2 separate regions of the Mus musculus genome follow, and region 1 is linked to region 2. A link is a contact called in public Hi-C data. All regions are on one chromosome and are shown on one strand. Each heading gives the region's core, a stretch centred on a gene start, on an enhancer-like site or on the middle of the called end of the contact. The rest is flanking DNA. Distances are from core to core; before and after follow the strand shown. Region 1 overlaps Atp13a5 (ATPase type 13A5). Region 2 has its middle 13 kb from the start of Mb21d2.

Region 1 (2,800 bases), core at 120-2,619, 410 kb before region 2:
TATGGTTGTTCCTGTATTTTCTTGGTGTAAGGTCTTGGGAAGGCAACACACGCCTGAATGTTCCTGTTGCAACTGGCCTTGGGTAGGCATCCTCAAGTTGGACAGTGGATGGGCAGTACACATTGCTGGAGATATGGGCATGCCCCAGGGGACTGGGTCAGGGCAGGGAGGTGTCTAACCTAATGTTACTGGTGCTGCCTGCCTGGTGAAGTTGGATGGAGTCATGATCAGACAATGGCATTTAGGGAACAGTTTGTATCTCAGGGTATCTAGGTATGCCTCCAACATTTTTTTTAATACCTTAAGAAAATAAAGCTGCTTTAAAACATGAGGTATGTTACTCACACTTGGGGTACCTCTTGGGATGGCATAGAAGCAGGTAGAACTTCCTTTTTTATCCCATTTAATGTGTGATTTTACATGACAGAGAGGTAGGAAGTGTTGTGCTTCTCTGTTCTTTTATATATTAGATGTCAGCTGCAGTCAACTCAATTCTATCAACTGATGTTCTCAACCAACAGCCCTGAATCTAAAGCATATATTCTGTGAATCAAAATGATACTTTTGTAAATACTGAAACATAAAATGTTCTATTTATTATGCAGGAGGTGTTTGGCTACCATACCCAGAATTTACGGAGAGCACTGTGCCTTGTCACAGCCATCCTGACTCTTGGGGCAGTTCAGCTGATGTTCTACTGGAGGCCTGAGTGGTGGGTGTGGACCAGTTGCATCCCATGCCCCTTGCAAGAAGCAGACACAATTTTGCTGAGGACAACCGTGCGTAACTTTCTCATGTCCATTTTAAATGCCATGATCATTATAGAAAGACAGATACTGTATATTCTCACTTACACAAGGAAGATATGGAGTTGACATATAGAATAGTGATTACTAATTCTCAAAGCCTGAGAAGGGGAAGGAGAGATAGAGGGAAAATGATTAGTAGATACAAGGCTACAGTTGAATAGGGGAATACCTGTTAATATTCTATTGCATGATAGGATAGAATGGCTGACAGAAAAATTTAAAAATAGCTATTGGACAGGGTTTTGAGTGTTTCCTACACAAATGTTAAATTTCTAAAGTGGTTAAGAGGCCTATTACATTGATTTGATCTTTCAGAACATACCCTATTGCTGTGTGAATGTTTCTGAAAAGACCTGAACAATTGTCTATTCACTGACAACAGATCAAAGAAATAATTTCACCCATCTCTAGAATGTATATGCTATAGACACATATAGTATATGCATAAGATATATACATACATATATATTGCTCTCAAGATTGTGGGTGAATCACAGGCAGTTGCAGCACTGGAGAGCACACCCCATTCCTAGAACTCCTTGCTTTATCGGGAAGTGATTAAACAGGTTAGAGAACCTCTTCTTTCAGGAACTTGTTACTGCCTGTGTAGCCAGTGGGAGACCTCTTGGGATTCTTCTCTTAGGAACTTGTTCAGACTTGTGAGTTTTGTTTATTTTCTGAGTCTTCAAGGAGGGAATATTTCAGTTCAGAGGAAATAATTACACAAGACTCATAAATATATGCAAGTACTATATCGCAAATAAAAAATGAAATATAACTTTTAAAGAAAACAAACATTTTGTATTCTGCCTTTGTGACCCAGCACTGACTGATTAGTATTCTAGAGGGACGATCTCATCCATTCAAGCAGTTTACCTAGACCAGAACGAGAGGAGGAAAAACCATCTTTTCAAGCCACACGTTATCTCTGGGCTAGCCCAAGAATGCTGACACTTCCTTCACTTCAGCCTGCAGAAATGTCTGGTATTTCAAGATGAGGGATGTTGCTTTCTGCCATTACATGGGGCAGTAGCTGTCATTGTTACAAGTCTCAGAGACCACATGACGTGAGAACACTCAGTTTTCAAAACTGTCTGCATAGGAGTATTCTAGAGAATTTAAGCTTGTAGAGATTATTTAAAAATAGCCAGAGCCCATCATGGTGGTGCACACTTATGATCCCAAGCCTTGGGAAGAAAAGGCAGGCTAACCAAGAGGGTGATCTCAGTATAGAACACACAAAGAATCCCTGTCTCAAACATTTAAATAATAAAAAGGAAATAGAGTCATCTAAGAAAGTTTCTAGACATAATGCTTAACTATAAAATATGCCCAACATTTCTCAAATATTTGAACATATCAGGAGCCTCTGGAAGGCTCACTGAAACACAGACTGCTGACTCCAGTTCCTAAGTTTCTGACACTGTAGAGTCTAGAGTGGGGCTAAGAATTTGCATTCTGAGTGAGGTCTGAGATTTTCCTCTTGTTTGTTGACATCTCAAGGATGAATTTCGAAGATATATGAGGAAAAAGGTCTTCTGCCTCCACTTATCCACACTGAAGTTTCCTATAAGCAAGAACCCAGAGGAACCTCTGGTAGCTGACCACCACTCAGTCATAAACCAAGCTGTGATGAAGCCAGAACTAAAAGTAAGAGGTCTTATGTGTGGGATGTTTTGGCACCATTTGTGGAGACAAAGTTGAGTGTGTGTTTATTGGTTCAAGTTTTGAATGCAACATTTTCGGGCTGGAATGATACCGGGTTGTAATACCCACATGGGAACCTACACTGAAGAATTTAGCCTTTGCTTGGCTTTCCTCTGTGTATGATCCCTGTTCCTTCTTATTTGTGGTTGCAGCTACGATGCATCCAAGTGCAGAAAATAAGGTACGTGTGGGATTTCTTGAAGAAGCGATTTCAGAAAGTTGGGTAAGTATAACTTTTTCTCACTGCTACCTCAGGACTCAGACGAAGAACCCTGGCTCATTGG
Region 2 (2,700 bases), core at 125-2,624:
AAACCCAAAGTTAGCGGATCAAACAGCAATTTTTAAAATTAAACACTCAAGTCAGTCCAATCCCATCCAAAGATATATGAATTTGACATTTACATGCTGAGGCATGATGGTGGAAAAATATTAAAAAGTCTTTATTTTCTGTAACAAAACCATTGTGTTTCTGTAAGAGCAGAAAACTGAGTATGCAGTTAAAACAGCAGAGCTTTTACCATGCGATGGTTGCCTATCTGAGTCCTGGCACTTAGAGCAAGCTCTGTCTGTGTTCCCATCCCTTGCTCAAAGCCTCTTCTCCGTCCAATACTCTCTTGCAGCCCCCTTTCCAGGTCCACAGAGTATAGTCCACTCATACCCATTACATCCAAATAAACACTGTGGGATCTGCATAGGAAAGAGAAGATGTGGTTTTTTGTCTTTCCAACAGAGTCTGGGTTATTGCCTGGACTATAATAGTTTCCTGACCCATCCATTTTCCTGCAAGTTTCATGATTTGGTTTTTCAATAAAGCCAAATAAAATTCGATTGCAACTATCACATATTCATTACAAATTACATCCTGGCAATGGTTTTAAATCTGAGTCAGGGTGTTTCAAGCAGTTTGTCCGTGTTGCTAGGTGTGAAAGCCTGCTCATTGCAAAGCACTTTTGTGTGCTTGAAAAGGTTAGCTCAGGAACTTTGGGAAAGTCATGGAACACTTGCCCCTCCCCCCCTAAGGGAGAGGCTAATTAGCATTCCTCAGACCACAGTGGGGGGCGGGGACCAACCTGCAGGTGAGGACACATTCCACAGGACTGACCATTGCCCACCTTCAGACAAGGGAAGTTCTTGCCACCTAAAGACCAATCAGTTTAAAAAGTCACACTGTTCTGCCAATCACATTGTGCCTAATGGCTGCTGCCCTGAAAACTGTATAAATAGCTCACTAAATGAGCAGCATGGGGTTGCTGTCTCTCCTTCGGGTCTGGGATGACCCCAGTGCACTGGAACAATAAATTCCTCTTGCTTCTTGTATCGATCCCTACGTGGTTCACTCAAGGGGTCCCCAGTAAGCTAAGGCTCGCCAGAGTCTTACATGCTCAGAACCAAGGGAGAAGTGAAGTTACATGAAGTAACCTGGGAGAATGCTGTTACAAATACTGGGAATTTAGTAGGAGTTTGATTTTAACTTACTTTTGGTTGCTCTGTGCTCAGAAACACTTTATTGTCAAAATTTTCATGATATCCCGTTTAGTTACTCAGTCCATATAGGAGTGCAGCTTTCAGTGTGGGGAGCAGGACCTATACAGTGTAGATGGATCATATTCAGCCAGCTGAGAGGTTCTGAAGACAACACCCGAGATTTGCAGCAGGGAATCACACAGCATGCAGTGTGATGTGTTCCCAGCCTGCTTCTGCCCCACCAGTTCCAGACTTGCCTGGTATAGCAGGTTGGACTTGTCAGTCCTCACAGCCGATGAGCCAATTTTTTAAAAAAACGAAATCTCTTCATGTAGGTGTGTTATCGATCTGGCTTTCTAGAAGAAGCTGTTACAGACAGAGATTAAATTTAGTAAATAACGCCAGTTTGTGATTAAATGATTGACCTGGCATGTAGGATCCAGTAGGACAAGAATCTTTTGTGTCCTCAGTGTCAAGCAAGGAAACTGCATACGATACAGTCTCAATAAGCGTTTGTTGTGGTAAAGAGGTGTTAAAAAAAAAAAAAGAATGCCATTGAAAATGCCATATTCTTTCATCCTAGCACACAAGAGGATCCAGAGGTGAGTTCCAAGCCAGCCTAGTCTACAGAGCAAGTTCCAGGCTGGTTTTGGCTGCATGGTTTTCGCTATTTGTTTTGAATATCCATCCTGCCTCTCTCTTTGGCTTAAAGGCCTGTTTATCAAGGATTAGGTAGGCTACACCTCACCTATGACTTTAATGACAAATGGTTCTGTAACATTGGTACATGTACCATTTTTGCCTGCTCCAGGAATGACAACCATGTGTTTGTTTCAAAAAGTTAATAACCATCTTGCAAACCTACCTTTGTTTCAAAAGGTTGTTCTAGCTACCTTATTATGATGACCCATTGCTACATCTGTCTTGTTATGACTACCTGGCAACCAATGTCTTTGTGTCAGGTCCTTATGACTAACCTGTTATGCTTATGTTCTGCTCCTGTAACCCTGTCTATTTTGCCTGCCAACCCCACTTCCCCCATCTGGAAACCCCGTATTCCTGAGCTATCAAAACCTGTCTTTCTCACGTTCAATGCTGACCTCCTGAAACCCAACTTAGGGGGAGACAGCTCATATGCGCACACACCACATACATATACACACACACACAGACACAGACAGACAGACAGACAGACACACACACACAAACACACACACACACACCTTGCTTTAATTAATTTGGCCATGATGATTTGGGCTGGTGGTCTTTGTTCTCCCATGCTTGGGACTAACAGCTTACTTATAAATTTGAAGCCTACATTGACTGTTTGGTAGCTTGCCTACAGACCCTTAGATTATTGACGTCTGTTGCATAGGTATTGCTTTCAGATTAAGACATTCCTTCCTAAATGGAGAAGGGTAGTTGCTGAGATTTCAAGAAGCTCTGAAAACAACATGATTCATAGGATTTTCCCACTTACATTACAAAGGCAGGAAACACATGCTGGAAAGAGACAACCTGCAAACTGACCAGAAAACTCCATAG

What was found. Hi-C and Micro-C count contacts between places; a contact is called where the count stands out from the background.
Region 1: a contact with region 2 is called in a Hi-C map of epidermal suprabasal cells, with 2.4 times the contacts expected there. The contact joins two enhancer-like sites. A contact is called at or near these places in 4 of 39 promoter capture datasets (cranial neural crest, hippocampal neurons, liver and 1 more) and 1 of 484 Hi-C or Micro-C datasets (epidermal suprabasal cells).

Annotation. Positions count from the first base shown.
Region 1 is chr16:29,348,615-29,351,414 of GRCm38.p6, reverse strand. Atp13a5 (ATPase type 13A5) reads left to right here. Exons shown (of 30, transcript NM_175650.4): 2 at 606-779; 3 at 2,313-2,459; 4 at 2,669-2,739. Among named protein-coding and RNA genes, the nearest start is that of Atp13a5, 29 kb to the left of the region's middle. Within about 2 kb of position 1,369, at least 3 of the 459 cell types and tissues checked have an H3K27ac peak or open chromatin away from gene starts, as enhancers often do. A contact at or near this core is called in epidermal suprabasal cells, where this site is marked.
Region 2 is chr16:28,941,500-28,944,199 of GRCm38.p6, reverse strand. No RefSeq gene overlaps it. Among named protein-coding and RNA genes, the nearest start is that of Mb21d2, 13 kb to the right of the region's middle. Within about 2 kb of position 1,374, at least 3 of the 459 cell types and tissues checked have an H3K27ac peak or open chromatin away from gene starts, as enhancers often do. A contact at or near this core is called in epidermal suprabasal cells, where this site is marked.